2 separate regions of the Rattus norvegicus genome follow, and region 1 is linked to region 2. Evidence: chromatin contacts called from public Hi-C data. All regions are on one chromosome and are shown on one strand. Each heading gives the region's core, a stretch centred on a gene start, on an enhancer-like site or on the middle of the called end of the contact. The rest is flanking DNA. Distances are from core to core; before and after follow the strand shown.

Region 1 (5,229 bases), core at 405-2,904, 53 kb after region 2:
GCCAGCAAGTGAGTGAAAAAGGAGTTATTCATTTTCTTTCAGGTGAACCTGATGGCCAGGTTATGTTCAATCTCCACCATCAGCTGTCAATTTGATGGGATCTATGGTCACCATGGAAACACTTCCCTGTCAGGGATTGTCTATACTAGGTTAACTGAAGTGAAAAGACCCTCTCTACATCTGAGTGGCTCCCTCCCTGGGGCCTGGGCTAAATACAGAGAACGTATCTACTGCTCTCTACTTCCTGACTGTAGCCTCCTGCGCAAAGGCTGCCTCCTGTTCTTGCCATGCCTTCCCCGCCACAGTGGAATAGAGTCCCTAACAGCCAGTCGGAACGAACCCTTCCTTAACTTTCTCTCCTCGGGATCTTACTGCAGCAATAATACCAGTAACTAAACAGAAACTTGGTCAACCTGACCACAAGGTTCTTGGGCCTTTGGAACTGAGTTATAAGAATGTGAACGGTTTGAAACTTAGGGCTAGAAAAGCTCTACAGAAGCTCAACGATGTTCTAAGAAAAGTTTAATTAGAACAGTCTGGTAAAAGTTTGGAAGATAAAGTTACTGAGAGAAATGAAGACAGTAGAAACCTGGGTCATGAGATTCCAGAGGGGAGGAAGACCTCTACTGCAAACTGGGCTAGAGCCCATTCAGGCTGTAGCCTGGTAAAGACTCTGGTTGCATTTTGCCTGTATCTTGAGGACATAAACTGGAAATGCATACACTAAGGAAGAGTGAACGACAGATTATTGAATAATGAACAGGCGGTTGAATAAATCAGGGGAAGTTTTTAAAAGATCTCAGAATTAAATGAAAACTCCTAAGAGGGAAGGTTATAGCTTCACATTATAGTGCTTACATTAAAAAAAGAAAGTCAGGAAGCCTGAACAAATAACTTAATGATGCACCTCGAGAGTTTGGAAAAGCAGGAATAGCCCAAAGTTCAAAGCAGTAGACTGCAAGACATACTAAAGCAAGGGAGGAAGTAATAAAATAAGAATAACAAAAGAGAATCAATAGGACAGATTATTACAAAAGATTAATAAGATTGACAAACCCTTTGCCAAACTAATGAAAAGACAGAAGAACCAAATTAATAAAACTAGGGATGAAAAAGAAGTTACAGACATCAAAAAATTTCAGAAAATTGTATGGACATATTTTAAAAACCTATATTCTATAAAATTAGGAAACCTACAAGAAATGGATTTCTAGATATGTTTGAACTAAACGGTTAAATCAAGTTTAGAGGGAGGAGGAGGAGAAATCCTAGCAATTCTCAGTTTGATTCTCAATTCATTTGATAGACCAGGCAGTCCCTGGGGAGTAGGGCGCTCCATATGAACTGGGGTCTCCATCAAGGCCTAAGGCTGCGCCTACTGGGCGCCAGAGACATCAGGGCCGCGGGGCTCCCACTCCTCTTCACTCGGGCGGAGCCCGAGGCAGGCGGCGACGCTGCGACACTTACCAGCACGAAGTGCACCAGTGAGTCGTAGCAGAGCCAGGCGAGCACCCAACGCTCCACCGCGCTCCGCCCGCGGCCCAGACGCAGGCCTAGCGTGCACCCCGCCGCCAGTAGCGCTGAGCACAACAGCAACGAGGACCCTGCCGCCGGGCCCAGCGCCCAACGCTCGCCCATGGTTCCACAGCACACCGGATCGAGCCGGGAGCTAGCGTGCTATCCGCTCGTGGGCGGAGCTTCTCGTGGGCGGGCCTCCGAGGGGCCCGGCCTTCCGGCCCATTGCCCTGCCTGAGCAGCACATTTCGGTCCTAATGGTTCCTGGACCAGGTTCATGCTTTACATATTTAGCTGCCTCCAAAAGATACAGTAAGTCTGACGTCAAACGAGGTTCAAAAGGTTGAGCCACAAAGTGACGTCCAAACGGTGAGGATTTTTGTCCGGAGATGGTAAATCTTGAAACAAAAAATTCGAAAGAGGCTTACCAAGTCTTGCCAAGGAGGCCCAAGCAAAGTCATTAACGGCCTCTCAACCATTGTCTCGTGTTTGAGTAGTCTTTGTAGTGCAAGCTAAAATGTTAATTAGTATACAGCCCAGGCTGATCAAGTTCAATGTTACTATCTGTCTCGACCTCCTAAGGGTAGCAACTCCAGGCAGGAACCCTGCCCCCACTCTTCCAAGCTTTTAAATTCCATGCAGATGACCGACTCTATTTCTGATACTTAACCCTCAAAAGTCAAATGCTGTTTGCCTCCTCTGGGAACATGCTTCAGCGGCATAGCACTTGCCTAGCAACCACTAGATTCCTAGGTTTCGGGGATGGGGTAGATTCTGGGAAAGGGGAAGGCAGTTGTTTAACGGAGTTAATTCCAACTTTGCAACAGAGGACATTTCTGCAGGTTGGCTCTGGCAGTGTGAGCAAACTGAGCACTTCTGCGCTTTAAAAATGTCTGGCTAGGAGGGTGAACTTTGTTATGTGTATCTTAGCAAGGCTGAAAAGATTGTTGGCATATGTTCAAAAACCTCCGCCCAGCCACTTCCTCTACTATAATACTCGTGGCAGATAACATTGGCAGACATTCTCTCTTTACTCTATATTACTACTCACTTACACTAGAATATAAACTTCACAAGGGCAGAGGCTGTGACTGTGTCTGGTGTGGGATCCTTGGCACCTATTATAGGATCTGGCAAATACCAGTTGTCCAATCCAAGAACTGCTAAGAGAGCAGAGCCAGTCCTGCCAGTCCTGTAACAGAAAACCAATTATTCCTTAATGTGGTCAGTGTGCTTAACTACATTTTCTCTTATCAAATTTTCTCGACGTTTAGTTGTGAATTTGACAGGATTTAAGATGAACTGGGAGACTACCCGCGGATGCCTATGAAGGGTTCTCTAGGTTAATTAAGATAGGAAGGCATGCCTTACCTGTGGACCTGTTCTTTAGGGTGGGCCCAGGGCTGACTGGCTAGGAGAAGCAAGGTAAGCACCAGCATGCCTCACTCTGCCTCCTGACTGCATGGATCAGTAGCTACCTCCAGCCCCTGCCACCACGATTTCTCCTGCCATGATGGACTAACCACAAACCCGGGAGCCAAAGCAAACCACCTCTTAGATTGCTTCTGTCAGTGTATTTTTTATCACAGCGGCAAGAAGAGCAATGAACTCTTGTAACTAATAGTCAGGGAGAGGCTGATAGCTAGAGATCTCACTGCCTGCTAGTCATTCAGAGGACTTCAGCATTTTGTGAAGAAAATGGGAAATCAACATACAAGAAGGATAATAGAAGATTGATATTAGGGGCGGAAGCATCAAATGGATGGTTTGGCAGTGAAGAGCACTTAACTGCTTTTGCATAAGACCCCGTTTGGCTGCCAGCATTCAAATGGCAGTTTACAGCTGTCCATAACTCCAATAGCCAGGGGTCCCAGTGTCCTCTTCTGGCCTCTGTGAGTGGCAGATATCTAACCCATATACACCCGATTAATCCTTCTCTCCACTGGTCTTTGACCACATCCTTCTGTGCTTCCAACAATGCCTTGTGTACAGACTTTTCCCACCTCCAGGTTTTTCAGCCAACCTGCCCAATTAACCTGTTTTTGCAGCACAATCAGCTTCGTATTTTGCAAATAATGCAATCTAATACAAACTTCTTCACCAGGTCAAGTGGACCACACTGTATCAAGTGCAGCTGGTCTAGGAAACACTGGCTAGCAGCATCCCCATCCTCACCAGACCATCCCTGAGATGAGCTTATCCTATGCCCTGGCATGGGATAGGATGCTCAAAAAATATTTTAGTGTTTCCAAAGGCTTAGTCTTAACTACTCATAAAAAAACAAAAACAAAAACAAACTCAACAACAACAACAAAAAAAAAACCAATATTACAAGAATATTATGAGGAAATTGAACTGAGATAGTATAAAACTTAAATTTTTAGACAGGGCAGATGCCTATATGCGAGGGCAAAGTTTAGGCTATAATTCCAAGTCTAAGACAAGGCTATTAACTATATAACTCTCAGGGCTGGAGAAATGGCTCAGCGGTTAAGAGCTCTGACTGCTCTGCCAGAGGTCCTGAGTTCAATTCCCAGCAACCACATGGTGGCTCACAACCATCTGTAATGAGATCTGGTGTGTCTGAAGACAGCTACAGTGTACTCCTATACATTAAATAATCTTAAAAAAAAAAAACTATATAACTCTTCACACACTAGAATTGTGTCGAGAAGATGGAAAGCTGCCATTTCACTGTAACCAGAAACTAGTCCTACTACTCATTCCTGGGGTCTGCGGCCTGTTTAAGTGTACAGGAACTAGGAAGGCAACATGCATAGCTGCTCTGGCTGGGCAGGGAGGGTGCATCTTAGAAGAACAGTGAGTTCAGTGTCTGCTCTCCGGAAATCAAAACGAGCTCCAATCACAAAGCTTGTAGTGATGAACACTTAAGAGACGTGGATGTTTCTCAGGGACAGGAGGGACCAGCAGCCAACAAAGCAGAGTAAGCTCCCTTAGGGTCACTCATCACTTCTCAATCCTGTCCACAAAACGGCTGCCCCCCAAAAAACCATTTTTACCTTTAAGCTACTACATGGATGTAAATGTATGCTGTGTAACATACTCAGGTTCACACTTACATAAACCTGCTAAAATTGCTATCTTATAGAGACACTCCAAATTTACTTTAGCTTTATGTACAGGGCCCTGTGTCTTTAGACGCCATCACTAGAGAGTAGGAGATGATAACTTTTGTGGAAAGGCAGGGAACTGCAGAACAAACTCCCTGCAGGGACTTTGTGATACCATTAGTAATCATACTGTTTCATTTATTTAATGCTTCTAAGATTTGCACTCATGACCTGGAGCATGCTACTCAAGCTCTCTACTTCTGCCTTGCTTTAAAAAACTTCTTAGCTCTCTGAGGAAAACAATTTCTTGTGTGCCTTAGGAAGTAATGAATATGAAAAGTTTTCAAACTACACTGACTTTTGGAACCAATACTAACTCAGCTCGACTGCTGAACAGCACTGAGAAAAGCCTACTGTACACCCGGCACACAGCTGTGTACCGCCTCAGCTAAGCCTTTACTACAGGAGTGGATCTGGGTCAGTGGTACAAGGATGGAAGTTTGGGCCGTCATAAGGCATTTAGCAATGTCTATGGGAAAATGTTCAGCTGTCTGGGTGGGAAGAGGATGAGCTGCTATTACAACCTGGTTTCTAGAATTCACAGATGGAGCCAACCATCTCACTGTCCACAGGAAAACACCTG
Region 2 (5,128 bases), core at 2,546-5,045:
TGACACACCCAGGGTCACTCCATTGGGGAAAACTGCACCAGTATTTCCTGCAGGCCAGCCACCACTGTAGATCTCAGGGTTCATAGCCAGGTGATTTTGATGATTGCCTCTCTCCCCGAGTACGGTACAAGGCACCTTGCAGCATCATGAGCAGTACTAGTCAGTCGGGGTGAAGCTTCTGGTTAGGCACCAGCTAAGGTTCTCCAAGTTCAATGATATAAACAGCGTCTCCAGCAATAGAGCCTGACTGACAGTTTTTGGAGAACAACAAATAGCATTACCAATAGCCTATGAAGTTGGTCTGTGTGTGAGATCCCTTTGGCTAATGACTCAACACGATGTAACTCATTTCTGCTACCGGGGCTTTAATTGGTAGCATAAAGTGTCTAATTGGGGCATTGTCTCCTTCATCATTTGGTAACTCCATTTTAATTCCTCTCATATGAGTATATATTTTAGAAAGTTTTATAGTGGTAGGTTTCCATATGGCTTTTCAAAAAGCTTTTAATGGTGGTTGTCCCCCCATATACCTCCCAACTTAATACTTCTATTCCAATTTCCCCTTTATTTCTTTTTTTTTAAAGATTTATTTATTACATATAAGTACACTGTAGCTGTCTTCAGACACACCAGAAGAGGGCATCAGATCTCATTACAGATGGTTGTGAGCCACCATGTGGTTGCTGGGATTTGAACTCAGGACCTCTGGAAGAGCAGCCAGTGCTCTTAACCGCTGAGCCATCTCTCCAGCCCCCGCCTTTATTTCTTTATAACGTTATATTCTCTTCCCCCTTCCTTGGAAGATCATCCTCCATGGTTCCTTACTATATACCTAGCCTCTGTGGTTATTTCTATTGAAACACACATATATAAAGCTTAGAAGCTAACATCCACGTAGAAAAAACATGTTTGTCTTTCTGGTCTGGGTTCCCTCACTTAAGATGAGTCTGTCATTTTCCTGTAAATTTCATAATTTTATTTTTTAGAAGTTGAATGACATTTTGTTGTGTAAATGTGCTAACTTTCACTATCCATTCATCCGTTGGTAGCTTGCCCTCCGAGAGGGAGTATTTGGGTCAGTTCACTGCATATCTAGAACACTTGGCTAGCTTTCAGAAGGCTCCAGGTTCAATCACCAGATGCCAAAACCAAAAAGAAAAAAATTGCTTCCTTATTTTATATCACCAGAGGATCCATGGGATCATAGACTAATAAAGTAAAGTGAGTCGGAAAACATGGAGTGAGGACAAAGTGCTGGTTCTTATTCCTTGGATCACCTTCAAAGTAGCTGCAGTCCCTCTCTCAGTAGGGAGCCTGCCAGTCCATCTCAGCCAGGTTCCAAAACAGACAGAGCCTTGTCAATGTGTGCAGTGATTACAGAGGGCGGAGTGCAGAACATTCAGCAGCACAGGGATGCATGCACCTCCCGCTCCTAGGAGTCCCCGGCAAAACACGAAGCCACCAGCCATTACATATCACAGAGGACAGGGCGCAGACATATGCAGGCCCCAGGCTTGCTGCTTCAGTCTCTGTGAGCCCATATAAACCCTGCTTAATTAATTCAGTAGGCCATGTTCTCCTGGCCTCCTCTGTCCCTCTGACTCCTCCAATCTTTCCTCCCTCTCCTCTGCAGGATTCCCCAGTCTCCTAGAGGAGGGACCCAGTGGAGATCTTAAGTTTAGATTCTCTCTCCTGGTGTGGGTCTCTGCAACCTGCGGCCAGAAGCCTCTCTGATGACAACTGGAGATGGCACTGGTCTATGAGTACAGCAGAGTATCATTAGGAGTCATTTCATTGGTTTTATTTTACTTTATTTTTGCCATTTGCGTTTGGTTCTACCCTAGGTCTCTGTGTTAGCCAGTGCCCAGTTCCTATGCAAGAGGCAGTGTAGAGCATGAATTCCATCTCATGGTGTGGGCTTCAAGTTAAACCAAGCATTGGTTGGCCACTCCCACAAGTTCTGTGAGTGGCACACACTTAGAACCCAGCACTCAGGAGGCAGAAGCAGGTAGTCTATGTGAGTTCGAGATTAGCCTGGTCTACATAGTACACTTCAAGCCAGCCAGGGCTACACAGTGAGATCTTATGTAGGTCTCTGTAGAGGAAGGAACACCTTCCTTTTGATTTCTTTTTAATTGGATCATGATGCCACACCAGGAACAAGCACCTAAGACACAGCTTCAAATACACATGTGCACACACATGTGTATATATGCATACTTACGGCTATACACACTGTTAACATAGGCCATGGGGACAGTGGTTTTGGAAAAACATTACCTTGTGTAAAGAAAAGCTAACATGGGACTGGTGGTGGTACTACTACACACCCTTAATCTCGGCACTCAGATCTGTGAGTTTGGGGCCAACCTAGTCTACAGAGTGAGTTCCAGGACAGCCATGATTGGGAAACAACAGCAACGAACAAACAAAAGAAAAAAGAAGAGAGAGGGAAGAGAGACACACACACACACACACACACACACACACAGAGAGAGAGAGAGAGAGACAGAGACAGAGACAGAGAGAGACAGAGACAGAGACAGAGACAGAGAGACAGAGACAGAGAAAGCTAACACGGAACATGGTAGAGGGAAGGATGCAGTCTTGGGGTCTAGGAGTCACCACACAAACCACTCAGACACTGATCTCAGTCAAACAGGGCTGCTTTATTGAATGCACTCTCCAGGACATTGATCAGCGATGCAGTCCAGACTCGGGAGCTGAATTGTAAAGTCCAACTAGAATCCTATAGAGCCTTTTAAGCCTGAAATTCACAAACATCTGTGCCAAGTTATTGCACCAATCAGGATAAGGGATTTCCTTAGAAACGTGTCTTTGTTGTTCCTTTATCCTGCTCTCACTGGTTGGGGTATTGAACTGTGGCTGGAGACTTGTCTTGCCTAACACTCATGTCTTAACTTGCCAACCGGGATGTACATGTCTTTCTGTTAAGCAGGATGTCAGTTCCCATGGTGTTTTGGGGGTCCATCCCAGGGGCCAGCTTATAAAGGCAAGAAACCATAAAAGCTCGCACATAGGTGCAGGAAGTGCTGCTGGGTGGTTGGTTCAGGTCCAAGCTTATTGTGGGTAACTAGACAAAGCAGTCCTGACTGACTTTATTGTGATTGTTTTCCAAGAACAACAAAGCACACAACATAACAGAATATGCATTCAACTCAGGCATGAGAAAGTTTCCTAGTGACAGCACACAAGAAAAGTTTCCTTGTAACATTAGTAGCAGTCATTAGTAATGACTGGCTAGACAGGCAACAGTTGCCTAGGCCTTAACAAGCAGCAATAGTGTTTTCTACCTAACACCTCTCCTGCTTTCTTCTTGCAAAAAGTAGCACTGTTTTATTCAGACACCAAGAGATAGGAACAGTGCTCTTAGAGAACATGAACATAGCCAAGATAAGAGAAGACATTTCTTGCTCTGGCCACTGAGATAACAGTGACAGAATGTGTGGGCACACACACAGTGACAGGAGAGGACAGCCACCATTCTTTCTTCCTGCTCTTAACTTCACTCAGGGGCAGATAATTCACTCTGTATAAGGACAAACCACCCATCTAATGATGAACAGAAACGTCGAAAGATGAATTCCTTCACGAACCTGAGCCAATCTGGAATGCAGCTCCACGTATGCAGCAGGGTGCACTGTGGCCTCAGACTTCATGTGCCTGTTCTGATGATGAGATAAAGAAGAAAGGGCTAACAGAACACAAAGGAGAAAGGGTTAGGGAACACAAAGGAGTCGATGATTAGCAGCTGATAGAGGCATAGCCATGATGGTCAGCATTCTCTTCACTGCCTCCTGTCACTGCTCAAAAAACAACAACTCAATTGTAGTGTCACAGAACTGGTCACTGAAAGGTCTAGCCTATAACAAAAGAGGGAAAAGGCAGTATAAGCAACATCTAAAATCAAAGCAGAAGGGATACAGCAACAACGATAGGTCGAGGTTCTAAGTGACAGGTAGAGTTCATTCTCTCTGTCCCAGAATTGCAGCCCTGCAATCTGTCTGGTGAAGTAATTCTTTAATTCAGATTATTTGTTTTCGGGGGGAGGGGTTGTTGGCTATTGTAGACTTCAACAATAAATGACATTGCTGGATGGAGCTTTCCTGTAGGGATGAACTGATGTCTCTTCGCCTCGGATTATCAACACAGGCCAAATCACAATCCATTCAAGTATGGCTTGGTGCAGTAGAGTTTATTTATCTCACTTATAGATGCATGCATAAGGAGTCACTGACAGGAGTGGTCCCCAAAGAGCAGTGTCACCACAAGTCTCACCTCAGCATGAAGGGAGACTTCCCTACAGAGGCATTGATGGACTCCATTTTTTAGTCAATGGTCTATACTTGGTATATGTCATAGTTTGAGTTTTATGGCTGTGAAGAGACACCATGACCAAAACAATTCTTATAAAGGTAAACATTTAATTGAGGCTGGCCTACAGTTTCAGAGGTTCAGTCCATTATCATCGTGATGGGAAGCATGGCATCATGCAGCCAGCCTTGGTGTTAGAGGAGCCAAGAGTTCTACATCCTGATTTGAAGAAAGTCAGGAGAAGGAGGCTCTCTCTTCCATGCCAGGCACAGCCTGAGCACTAGGAGCCCTCAGAGCCCTCCACTACAATGATGAACGTCCTCCAACAAGGCCACGCCCATTCCAACAAGGCCACACCTCCTAATGGTGGCACTTCCCATGGGCCAAGCATATTCAGACCACCACAGTATACTCAAGCATTGCCCTGGCCATGAACAGCTGGAGTAGAAATAAGGAGGCATAGGACGCAGTGGTTAGAATCACAAGTGAAGGCCTCATGGGTCTCCCTACCCCCTATGAAGGAATGTCAACAGATCCCGTTCTGAGGGAGGCTTGTAGGCAATACAGCTGCTCAGTTTAAGAGTGTAATCATTACTGAGCTCAGAGGACAATGGTCCACATACTCCTCGACAGTATAATGTGAAGACATTACACTATTTTTGCTGGAGACTGGAGTAAAATCACATAATTTTCAATACAATCTTAAATGAAAGAAATCAGAACCCAAGAGTGTATATATACTCTGATTACAACCATGGGGAACATAGCTATAATTAGCCTGAGCTGTAATTGG

The links. A called contact is a pair of places that touch in the nucleus more often than the background predicts.
Region 1: a contact with region 2 is called in a Hi-C map of Schwann cells, with 4 times the contacts expected there. The contact joins the promoter of Ebpl here to the enhancer-like site in region 2. A contact is called at or near these places in 2 of 12 Hi-C or Micro-C datasets (Schwann cells and hepatocytes).

The regions. Positions count from the first base shown.
Region 1 is chr15:39,705,883-39,711,111 of GRCr8, forward strand. It overlaps Ebpl (EBP like), which reads right to left and starts at 1,655. Exons shown (of 4, transcript NM_001108381.1): 1 at 1,468-1,655. The coding sequence starts at 1,638.
Region 2 is chr15:39,650,921-39,656,048 of GRCr8, forward strand. No RefSeq gene overlaps it. Among named protein-coding and RNA genes, the nearest start is that of Arl11, 6.0 kb to the right of the region's middle. Within about 2 kb of position 3,796, at least 1 of the 93 cell types and tissues checked has an H3K27ac peak or open chromatin away from gene starts, as enhancers often do. A contact at or near this core is called in Schwann cells, where this site is marked.